Linked DNA regions of Mus musculus: region 1 is linked to region 2. A link is a contact called in public HiChIP or PLAC-seq data. All regions are on one chromosome and are shown on one strand. Each heading gives the region's core, a stretch centred on a gene start, on an enhancer-like site or on the middle of the called end of the contact. The rest is flanking DNA. Distances are from core to core; before and after follow the strand shown. Region 1 overlaps Slc7a8 (solute carrier family 7 (cationic amino acid transporter, y+ system), member 8). Region 2 overlaps Dad1 (defender against cell death 1).

Region 1 (5,624 bases), core at 2,415-4,914, 530 kb before region 2:
CAAAATTACTTTTTTTTTTTGTCTGAAAGTTTTAAAAGTATTTGGTCCCAGGCCCTGGGAATAGAAGGCTTAGCATAAAAATATTCATGATTTGGATGAGTATACTGTAGAGATCAAAGAATTTTAGAGATAAGGCAGAAAAGGACAGGCTTGCAGATAGTCCTGAGTTTGCAAAATGCTTTCCTATGCATGATCTGTGTGTGTGTGTGTGTGTGTGTGTGTGTGTGTGTGTGTGTGTGTGTGTGTGTGTCGTGTGTGTGTGTGTGACTCTAGGTGGACACATGCATTCCTGAATGGGACTGTGGGCATGTGCACGCCACTATACTTGTGTGGCGTGATCAGCAGACGTCAGTCCAGCTTTTTTATCTTTGTCTCTCTATTGTTGGCCACTGTGTTTACCAGGCTTGCTGGCCCTTCAGACTTCTCAGGATTTTCTTCTCCCCTCCGTCTTCCGTCTCAGGTAGAAGCACCCAGATTACTGCAGATGTGTGGCTTTACAGAGGTTCTGTGGATTCGAACCCAGGTCTTCATGATTTTGTGGCAAGTGTTTTTTACTCACTAAGCCATCTCTTCCACTCTTATGCACAATCTTTGTGACCCTTTTTTATGTCTAGGCGGTGGGGGCCATGAAACAGGGCCTGACATATTCCTGGTATACGCCTGGCATCGTGGAGGGTCCTTGGAGAGCTCAGACGCAAACCTGTGCTCTGGGCTCTCACTCCCAAGGCCATACCCCACTCACTGACACTGGTTCAGAGATGTAGGGATCATTAGTACAATGATGGTCAGGAGTGAGCTACCGCTGTGCAGCCAGCCAGTTGCCTTTCTGTTCTCTTCCTGGATTTGAATGGCTCCCATAGAGATGTGGGTGTCGGCCTCTTTTCTTCATGAAGTTTCTCTTTTGATTTGCTTCTTCTTCCCTTTTCTTTTTTCAAAGCAGTTTTTTTTTTTTTAAAAAAAAAGCTTTATTGTGTGCAGTGTGTACCGCCTATATGGTGCTGAGACTTTGGGACCTGGGTCCTTTGCAAGAACTAGTGCTTGTAACCACTGAATCATCTCTTCAGCCCCATATTTCTGGATTTTTTATTTTTGAGTTTCTCTTTATGTTGTGAAGACTGGCCTGGAACTTGAGATCCTCCTGCCTCAGCATTTCCTGGATAGCTATCCATTGGAACATATCATGTTACATAGTATTATAATCACACTAACACCACTTCTGTCCAGACCGATGTGGTCAGCTATCCTTTCACCTGAATGTCTGCATTCAATCCCTTTTGTTTTGAGACAGGGTTTTACTATGTAGTCTTGGCTAGCCTGGAACTCACTGTGTTGACTAGACTAGCCTCAGACTCATAGCGGTCTGCCTGCCTCTGCCGCCCCGGCGCTGAGATTATAGGTGTGGTCCACCATTCATTCAGTTCTTGAAAGTAGAAGTTGAATCTCACTTTCACATTCCCAGAGGTTTAGCATGTCGTATGAGCTTACTGTGCTTGCTGACTAATAGCAGTCAGTCCAAAAGCAATCAAATGGGAATTGAGAACTCTGTGGTAGAGCCCTTGCCCAACATACACAAGGCCCTAGATTTGGCTTCCACCACTGGGAAGAAGTTACTTGATTCTACTGATACCTAGTGGTTGAAGTAGTTGGGCATGCTGACACACACACTTGTGATACCAGGTGAAGACAGGCCAGACATGGTGGCACACACATTTGATCCCAGCACTTGGGAGGCAGAGGCAGGTAGATCTCTATGAGTTTGAGGCCAGCTTGGTCTACAGAGTGAGTTCTGGGACAGCCAGGGATACATACTGAAACCCTGTCTCAAAGCAAACAAACAAAAAGAAGTGGAGACAGGAGATGAGAAATTAAGGTCATCCCTTGACCACAGATGGAGTTCAGGGCCTCGGTTATGTAAGACTGTCTCAAAAAAAAAATTGTTAAGGCTGGCAAGATACCCCAGTGGGTAAAGGCATTTGCCCAGAGTCTGACAACCTGAGTTCAATCCCCAGTTTACATGTTTGAAGGAAAGATTCAACCCCTTAAATTTGTCCTCTGACCGTTACATGTCACCATAGAAAATGCACAGCTATATACAAGTGCACAGAGGAAAAAGTAAACAAATACTGTTTAAAATACTTAAATCGTCACAGGAATACATTTTGTTATATTTTACGCTAATTTTTTAATTTAAAGATCAGTTATTTTTTATTACCATAGATAATACATTTTTGTGTGTAGCTAAGTAAAACAAAGCCCAACTTTGAATCTGAAAGAGACGTTTGGGATTAGCCAGACATTAACATTGAAGTTTCAGGGACGATGAGAGTTTTTCAACCTTGATGTTATTGCTTCTTGGGCCAGATCCTTCTTTTTATGGGAGATTCTTTGGTCACTGTTGGATCTTTAGCAGTATCCTTGGCCTTGATACTTTAAGTCCCAGAGGTCCCCTCACTCCAGTGTGAAGGCTAGAAGCGTCTCCAGACATTGCCAGTTGTGTCCTGGAGGTAGGAGCAAAATTGTTCCTGGCTTTAACGCACCAAGGAAGATAGAGATGCTGGAGGTACTGAGTGGATCCTGGGTAGGAACCGGTCAGGGCTCAGCTCTGCAGCCCCTGAGGCCACAAGGCTTGTCTTTCAGTGACTGGTGGGTGGTGATTCGCTCCATCTATTTCTCTAAAGAACCATGTATGAACAAGTACTTCCCAATTACCTTTCAAAGCAGGCATGTGGAGAGTGGGCGATCAATAAATACTTCTTGAGATGCAATTACCTGCTGCCCGCCCCACTGCATCATCTAAAATGTATACCTAGACAAATAGACAAATGAATCAGAAGATGCCTCATGGTCTTGGCTGTACAGTGCTGTTTGGTAGCCAAGCCTCCAAAGCCAGTCTGCTGCGTTCATCTCTGGCTGGACTCTGTCTCTACTCTACTACTATAAACGCTCGTAATTAATATTTTTTTTTTTAGCATTTCATGCATTACAGAGTGTCTTACAGAGGTGTAAGCTGCCTTGATCCCCACAGCAAAGTAGGTGGGGTAAGAGCCATTATTCCCATTGTGAACATGAAGGAAATGAGTCTCAGAAAAACTGGAGTCCCGTGGCTTATGAGTGGTGAGGGCTCTGGCTCCTCTGAGTCTAGTGTCCACTGTAGCAAGGAATCCAGCACTGCAGAGTCCTGTGGCACCATCTGCATCTCTAGTCTGCAGGATTTGCAACCAAACAGGGCGTGTGTCGGCATCATAGCATACTCCCACCTCCAGAGAAGCTGTTTGTCCAGTGCTGGTGGGAAAGTGTTTACAGAAGAAGGTACCTGGGGAGCTCACGGGTTTGGGAGTAAGGACCAAAGCCTGATCCCAGGTTCCTGCTTCCACACCGTTCCCCAGGTCTGAAGGCATGGATATTCTCCTACTCACCCATTGGAGAAGTACAAGTCACAGTCACTTCAGGGAGGTGGCCTCAGCTCTGATACCCAGCAGGAAGCTGTGGCTAGACATGAAGTCTTGCATGAGTAAGGAAGGCCAAGGTCTTTTGGATCTAAGGCTGGGCATTACAAGTCTGTAATTTCTCTTCTTAGGAAATTCTTTGAGGGCTACAGCATTCGAGTGTGAACAAGCCTGAGTATGAGTAATGCCGGAATAGGGGGTCACATGCATGAGGAAGTTAGTGATTACGTGCAGCAAGTGAACATTTTCTCCGTTCTGGCCGTTTGCCTATGAAGACTTGCCCACTGCTACAACTTGGCCTCTTTTTTATTGAAATGGTTTACATGGCTTTTCTCTGACAGGACAAGTTTAGCTTAGCCTCATTGTCCAGGCATCCTAAAATCTAGCTTTCACTAAAGATCTAACGATGATTGCGGTGTTAACCAGTGTGGGTGGAAGCAGGGTTAGGACCCTGATCTCAGGCAACTTGGCACTAGCAGGCAGGTGTGCATCACATACTTTTTTGTTTGGTTGGTTTGGTTTTTGAGACAGAGTTTTGCAGGGTTTCTCTGTGTAGCCCTTGCTGTCCCTAGAACTTGCTTTATAGACGAGGCTGGCCTTGAACTTGTAATATCCAAAATGAATTCAAGACCACCCAGTACCTTCCCCCTTCAAAAAGGACTTTCCAAACTGTACTAGCAGGCAAAGTGCAGAGCCAGATAAGGAAGCTGCCTGACTAAACAAATGTAAAAACATAGTTTTAGCGGTCAAAATGATTAAACCTGCAGCTACCAAAATAATATTAGCTGTTCTCAAAAAAATAGCCATAACAAGATTAGCAATTCTCCTGCCCCCCGCCCCACACTGAATTCTGACAAAGACCACACACCACCCTGACCTTGTTGGGAGAATTCCCCTGACGTTAATAGCTGTGACGTTAATGTACTATTACTTTGCTGTCCAAATCATAATAACCCACCATGGGGGCAGGCAAAGTGAGTCACTAGGCCAAAGGGTTACTTAGTCACTATACAAACCAACCAATGACACCAATGAGAACCCTGTTGCTCAAATCTGCCCCTTACAAAGGTATAGAAAGTGTGTTCTTTCTTTGTTCTTGGTCTCTTCTCTGGCCTGTGTGCTGAGAGGAGAGTCCCCAACATGTTGGATCAATAAAAATCCTCATGCGTTTTGCAGCGATGGCAGCGGTCTCTGTGGTCCTTGTGATAAGGGTCTTTTGACGAACTACAACATTTGGTGCTTGGCTGGGAAGACCCTCTTCAGTGGGACACAGAAACCGTACATCGGAGGCAAAGTGGAATCCCTCCCTGCCTGTCTGTATGTCTGTGTGTCTGTCTGTCTTGTTCACTTGTGTGTCCTCCATTAGACCACCTTCTGATTCTGTTTTGCTTTTGGTTTGTCTGGTTTCAGGTCTGGTTTTGGTCCCAAAGGGTTGACTGATTATCTTGGTTTGGTTTTAGGCCGGTCTCAGGTTCTGGGGGCCTTCCCATGGAGAGAGATCCATTTGGGTTGGTCGCAGTGACAGTGAGACGTGCCAAAATGTTGCAGGCCACAACACTGGAGGATGCTCCGGTGTCAAGCTGGGAAGTTGGATCTGAAACAGTCCTTCTCAACCCAGCAGCAGCTAGGGTTCAGTATATGCCTGGAACAGATAGTGTCAGGCTTCTCTGGAAATCGCGTGTAAGACGCCCTGTATTGGTCTTGCTTGTGTTTGTCATTTCTGTGGTACTGTGATTCTATGGTGGTTGCCTGAAAATGGTTTCTGTGTGTGTCTTGTGTGTCTCTTTGTGTTTGGACTTGGACTAACAACTGGCGACTGTTTTTGAGTTATGCCCTCTGGAATAAACCTAAGAATCCTGTCAGGTCACTATGCTGACCACTTCCTTTCAGGTCCTCAGCTGCTCTGCCTCCCACTCCAACTCCAGGGAGCAGCCAGCAGGTCACAGTGGTCCCGCCCATGGACCTAGAACCTAGGGAGGAATGAGCTCAGGAAACCCAGAGCAAAAGAGGGGTGGTCCCTGAGAAGTCAGTGGCCCTGGATGTTGTGGCTGCTGAAGGGGAGATAGAGGAGGCTGTGGGAGTGGCCGGCCAGGAGTGTCCTATGGTGTTCATTGCCCTGGTTGCTTTTCATACTTGCCTAATGGTGTTTCCCTTTCCCCTGCCCCATGGGTTCCCTTC
Region 2 (6,247 bases), core at 2,352-4,851:
TGCCACCTGTCCCCGCAGCCCTGCCTGCCCGTGATTTAAGGCGGTTTTAACCAGAGTTAAATACATGTGTGTAGCTGCTGGGTACTGTGTTGGACAGAATAGCTGTGGATAAAATTCCCAAGCTACCAAGTTGTAGATTTATCATTTCTAAAGGAGAGGATTGGCTTAGTTGCTTTCTGGAGTGTCCTTCATTTTAGAAGTTATGATCTGTGCCTTGTAATATTAGAGTGATTCAACAGTGCTCTGCTCTCGGGAGTTGAGCACAGTTGTCTCTGATTTATATCACCCTAGTTCCAGCTCTGATTGGGTGGTCAGGATCCAGGGAAGGGCAGCATTTGATCGTATCTGTCCAATAATAATGACAGTCTAGAGAAGGTTCTGGGAAAGAGCCCACAGTCCCAGGAGCTGTTGTTATTTTCATCTATAGAATGAAATATAGAAAATGTCATTTTCATTATTTCTTGTATTTTTCCTTGCTTTCTATTAGGGTGATTAGAATAGGTGGGTCAGATGGTACTGTTTCTTCCTGGGGGACAGACTGGGGACCCCCTCACCTCTCTCAGTAGGTGTCTTCCATTCTGCGTGTTTCAGTGACATCAGGGAGGAGATTTTGAGGCAGTTTTTGATAGCAGCCTTTATTCTGCTTGTAGATATAAAAGCATTCTTGTGAGTTGCTCACTGGTCCATTGTGCCAGCATTTCAGAAACCCCAAGGCCTCTGTTTGAGCACTTGCCAAGTTTGTCCTCACTGGAGAAGACAAAACAGGGTTTTCTGGAAACTACCACCAAAGACCCGTTCTTTCCTGAGCTTTTCCTTTCTGGTGGACTGGCCTTGGTGTGTAAGGGTCACATGTTTTAGTATCAGAATCCACCCTGCTCTTAGCAGCAACCTGGCCCCACTGCAGGCATTGCTCACCTTACCCAAAGTAACTTATGAGAAGTGAGAACTAAATTACCTCTTCACAGACCTGACTCTTTCTGAGGTTTCTGAGAAGTTTTATCCACGCTCTTTAGTCTGTCCTCAAACTGGACATTAGTGCTTTGAGGAATGTGAGGGCCAGGAAGGTGAGTGGCTGGTGGAGAGTTAGGATTGGTAAGTCAAGAGCTGGCTGCCAGTCTCCAGCACCTCAACGGCCTTTTTTTCCTTTTCTTTTTGTGAGCTTGGAATTTCTGTGTGAGCATAGTCCTTCTAGAGGCTACTCTCATACAACGCTTGTGAAACATTGGCCATGTTCTGGTTATTGTAGCCTGGGATGTAACACTGAGATGCACTTAGGAGTGCGGCAGCTGTCATGTGGGTTGAGAGTTTAGATGGAAGGATTTGGGACATGACACACCTTTGTGCTTCTTTCAGGCTCACTCTTTGACGTCCCCTGGATCAGCATTCTTGAGCTGGCAGCTTGTTGCACATGGCTTCTTCAGATTCGTGCTTGACTACGAGTCTCACTGGTTGTGAGGTGGCACGTCCAGAGAACTCCCTTCGCTCTATCGGACCAACTCCACAGTGTACGGCTGTTAACACAGAATCTGCCTCCCCTCACTGTAGCCCTTACTTTCCATATTAAAAACATTTCAGCCTCCAAGTGCCATTCGTTCCTTCATGTTTGTGTGTCCGTTTCCCTCCGCTCAGTGCGCTCTCATGACTTGCTCCCAGCTGTGACTCTTCACCTGTGACCCTTCACCTTTGTTTTCATTAAGTAGTTGTCATTGCTGACAACCTGGAAAATGGCAGTCCTTTGTCCTTTGCTCGGTCAGGCAATCCTTTATTAATCCTTCATTGTCTGGAACGGCACCAGTGAACACTTGTCAGAAACTGACCTGTGTGTTCTTCCTGTTATGTCCGTTTCCATAAGCTTCTGGGAGAGTGAAATACATGTGTGTCTCTTGGGCAGTATAGAACAAGTGCAAAGTGTGTGTGTGTGTGCGTGTGTGTGCGTGTGTGTGTGTGTGTGTGTGGTGAGAGAGAGGTGTGACTGTGACTGCAGGCAGGTGTGTCTGTGTATTGCATTCTGTGTGACTCTGTGTGTACGAGAGGTTGTCTGTGCTGCCTGTGGCATGTGACTGGCGTGTGTGCGCGTGCACGGGTGTTGATTTCTCTCACATTGTTTCCCAAAGCTCCCTCACAAGCCTTGGTCTCACGTCACAGTTGTCTTCAGAGGGTCCAGTTCTCCTGAAGTAGGTCAGGAAATGAAGCTCAGATTTGTGCTTAAGACCATAGGTCTTCACAGGAGATCACTTTAAAGACAAAGCCGGAGTAGAGTAGCGTCTGCTGGCTGAAGTCTAGGCATCCTGTATCCAGTGAGCTCTGTGTCTCTCAGGAGCAGTAAGTTTGCCATATATGGGGAACAGCCCTGTCGTGTTCCCCTGAAGCTGATTACCAAATGACCCGTGCTCCAGAAGCCCTCCCATAGGACTGCACGCTGCCATAGGCTGAGGAACTCACGCTTCTGTTGCCCGGGTCACACTGGATCAAATCAGTCTCGGGTGTAGCTGACTACCCCTATCCTGGATGATTGAGGCTTGCCATTCAGTGGGTAGTCGGCCATTAGTGGTACTGGCCACTGTTGGAGCTGTTGGAAAAGGAGACTCCCAGGCCTTACCCCCAAGCGACAGAAGCAAAGCTTTGCATTTTAACACGGTGCCAGGTGGTGGTGTGCACCCGGAAGTCTGAGATGCCCGCATTTCCAGCTCTGGGTGTATCCTGCAACTACCCGGAAGCTTAACAGAGCTTGAGCCTCTCCATTCTTTATTAGCTCTTTGCTTAGCTAGACATACTCCAGAGTGAGTTAACAAGCCTTTTAGGAATGGTTGGGTTCAATATAATGACAAAACCTGGCAGGGGTCCTGTGGGCCAAGGCCTAGCACTGAGGAGAAGTTCACTAGGATGGCTGAGCGATCAGTGTGCTCGACACTCGTGCAGACATCCTGCAGCTTTCCCCGGAGAAGTGGATGAGGTTTACTTTGGATTCAATAAGCAGATATTTCAGATATGAAAAGCAATCGGACTTTAAGAGCAAAGGAAGACGTCACAACAGTACGCGTGAAGATTTACATTTCTCGCAGTGGCTTAGAGCCACCTGGGCCGGGTACTAGTTTCCAGGCGCAGATCTGCTTTTGTCTCGGGGTTGTGATTTTCCCCTTGGACTAGCCTTGGCGGCAGGCGTAGCTTGTTGTGAGTTTGTACCGTTTACAACAGTACAAACTACTTTCAGGGGTCTTGAGTTCAAATTTGAAAATGCACCATAGGCTTGCTGTAGACTTTAGTTAGCTTGCTCTGTGGCTCTCAGTTCCATACGCACAGAGAGGCTAACCGTGGGTTATTCCTCAACTAGGGAAGGGCCTTCCACAAGGCTCCCCGGGCGGAGGGGTTGGTTTTGCTGACTCAGGTACTGTATGGGCTGAGGGATGGATGTCCTGCTGTTTCCTGCAGCTTCCAGCTCACACCTCCTCTGTGTGTGTGTGTGGGGGGGGGGGTTATTTTTATTTCCTGTGTTCAATCTGTGGGGCTGCAAGCCATTTACCACAACTACTGTACATTGTTCCTTGCTCGGCAGTGGTGGGAAACAGCCCTTTGCACCCTCTGCCTACACACTTCCTGTCACCACGGCATGCAAATGTTCCTCCTGCTTCCTCTCCCGGCAGCCTGCACCTCTGCTCTTTGATCACGTCTGTGATCTTGGCCCACAAAGCGCTCTTGTTATGATTGTTGGAACATACTTGGGGGAAGTGACAGAGATTTGTTCCCTTCTTTGGGAAAGTCAGCAAGCCAGCCAGCATCAGCTAGTTTCCAGCACCTGGAAGCTACTAGCTCAGTTGTAGTTCTGGTGGGTTGTGGACTGGAAGTCTAGGCTAGTGTTTGGGTGCCTCATGACTTAAGATTTATCTTAGGGTTTTCATTGCTGTGATAAAACGCCATGGGGTGGGGTGGGGGGTGGAAGCCCCATGGGAGGAAAGGGTTTGTTTCAGTTTACAGCTGAAATCCATCAGTCGGGGAATCGGGGAAGTCGGGGCAGGAATGCAAGGCAGGAGCTGATGCTCAAACCAGGGGTGAAAGCTGCCTGCTGCCTTACAATACCTTGCTCAGCCTGCTTTCTTATAGCAGGGCCAGCTTGCTCAGGGTGGCACCACCTACAATGGGTTGGGCTTTCCCTCATCAGTTACTAAGAAAATGCCCCCACAGGCTTGCCCATCAATCTGAGGGGGACTTTTTTCAATTGACATCCCTTTTCCCAAATGATTCCAGACTGTCAAACTGACATGAGAACTAGCCAGTATAAGACGATAGCTAATTAAAAAAAAAAAAAATTTTTTTTTCCCCTGGGTATGTGTGGTCCTTTACCTTGAATAAGAACTTTAGTGAGAAAGAAAAAAATGAGAATTTCTGTCAGACTAGACAGAAATATTTTACTTACTTAATTTTGAATTTATAAGTCTGAGCACACATTTTTTTTTTTCCTAATGTGGGCAGCCCGGTATTGTGGAATGTGCTTTGCATGATGTAAAGTGTTGAATTGAGACTGTGTTCCGCTACATATTGTCTTTTGAACCTTAGAGGACCCTCTGTCTGTACAATTCTGTAAATAATTAATTAGGCGCCTGGGCTGTGCCCAGTAGGCATGGGCTATAAAGATAAGAAGCAGCCTCGCTGTCTAGGGGGTGAGTAAACCCACTTATGCCCTGTGTGTCTCGCACAGTATCAAGTGCCTGTTCCCGTCTGCTGTTGAAGTTCTATGATCCCGTGAGGTTCTCTAATCTCACAGGGATGTAGTCTCCTTTCTCCAAGTGGGGAGGTGGAGCGTTGGGTTGCCAGTGTTAGGATGTGAATCTTCTTTCTGACTCAAAGCATTTATTTGCTTTGGATGAGCTAATGACTAATGAGTCTGGGAGCGGTGATGCTTCACGCATCAGCTACAGATTCACTGGCCCTCATGGAAGGCAGCAGAACTGGCATCTCTCACATGATGCTTCCTCCCTCAGCACCATATCCAGCCGGACGGGGTCTTGCCACGGACCTCGCTGGCCAGTGGGAGGAGAGAGGTCTCACTAGGGACCCATTCTTGCTGCTCTCACAGGGATGGACCACTTTGCTTTAAAAAATTAAATATTGCCGGGCGTGGTGGCGCACGCCTTTATTCCCAGCACTCGGGAGGCAGAGGCAGGCGGATTTCTGAGTTCGAGGCCAGCCTGGTCTACAGAGTGAGTTTCAGGACAGCCAGGGCTACACAGAGAAACCCTGCCTGGAAAAAAAAAAAAGAAAGAAAAAAAATTATGTCATTTCCCCCTTCCCTCCTTCTCCCTCTCATCTACTTCCCTCCTCCCAATACTTTCTCAAATTCATGGCCTCTGGCCTTTTTAATTGTGATAGGTGTGTGTATGTTTATGCACACACACACACACACACACACACACACACACACACACACTTATGATTTCAGAGCTGACCATCTGGTGTTGGATAGCTGGTTGGGGGGCTTCTCCCTGGGGAAGAATGTTTCCCACTGTCAGTGTTGCTTGGCTGCTGCGCTCCTTGTTTAGGGTTGGAGAATCCCCCCTCACATTTCTAAGACGCAATCTCAGAGCACACTTCCTGTTTCTCTGGTTCTTACAGTCGTTGTGCCCCCAACCCCCTTCTAAGATGTTCCCTGCGCCTCGGGTGCAGGAGCTGGGTTGTCGATAGATCCGCTGGAGCCGGGCACCCCAGGATCCACGGTCCTCTGCCTCTGACAGGGTGTGGTTTTCTTTCTGTATGCGTGCGTGCGCGTTTGTGAGTGTGTCAGAGGACATCTTGGCAGGAGTCGGTTCTTTCCTTGTACCATGTAGGTACTAAGGTTCAAGCTTGGGTCACCAGGGCGTCACTAGGTGCCTTTGTATACAGAGTCATCTTGTCTTCTGATTTTGCCTTATCACTGAACTTCTGACCCACGGGGCTGGCAAGGTGGCTCAGAGAGTAAAAACCCCTTCTGCGCAGCCCCGGTGATCTGAGATTGACCCCCCCCCCCAGCTTCCACGCAGAGGTAGAGAACTGACTATTGAAGTTCTCTGACCGTCACAGGGCACCGCGCCACACCATCCCCGCCATGAGACTGAGCCTACAGTTTATGCATCTATTATGCTATGTATTCCCTCAGCAGGGGAGCCCTGTCCACCCATGCTCCCTGGAGTGGACAGGGCTCGGGTTTGCCATTCTAATTCAGTCCTAAAGAGGAACCAAGTAAGTGCACACAATCACAGCTGAGTCACTGAAGCAG

The links. HiChIP or PLAC-seq counts read pairs in DNA pulled down with a chosen protein or histone mark.
Region 1: an H3K27ac HiChIP or PLAC-seq map of microglia shows a contact between it and region 2, with 10 times the contacts expected there. The contact joins two enhancer-like sites. A contact is called at or near these places in 1 of 39 promoter capture datasets (hippocampal neurons) and 1 of 115 datasets of contacts at active chromatin or transcription factors (microglia).

Annotation. Positions count from the first base shown.
Region 1 is chr14:54,766,466-54,772,089 of GRCm38.p6, reverse strand. The region is part of intron 1 of Slc7a8 (solute carrier family 7 (cationic amino acid transporter, y+ system), member 8); the gene reads left to right. Among named protein-coding and RNA genes, the nearest start is that of Slc7a8, 13 kb to the left of the region's middle. Within about 2 kb of position 3,664, at least 42 of the 459 cell types and tissues checked have an H3K27ac peak or open chromatin away from gene starts, as enhancers often do. A contact at or near this core is called in microglia, where this site is marked.
Region 2 is chr14:54,230,820-54,237,066 of GRCm38.p6, reverse strand. It overlaps Dad1 (defender against cell death 1), which reads left to right. Exons shown (of 3, transcript NM_001113358.1): 3 at 1,354-1,582. Among named protein-coding and RNA genes, the nearest start is that of Dad1, 20 kb to the left of the region's middle. Within about 2 kb of position 3,601, at least 138 of the 459 cell types and tissues checked have an H3K27ac peak or open chromatin away from gene starts, as enhancers often do. A contact at or near this core is called in microglia, where this site is marked.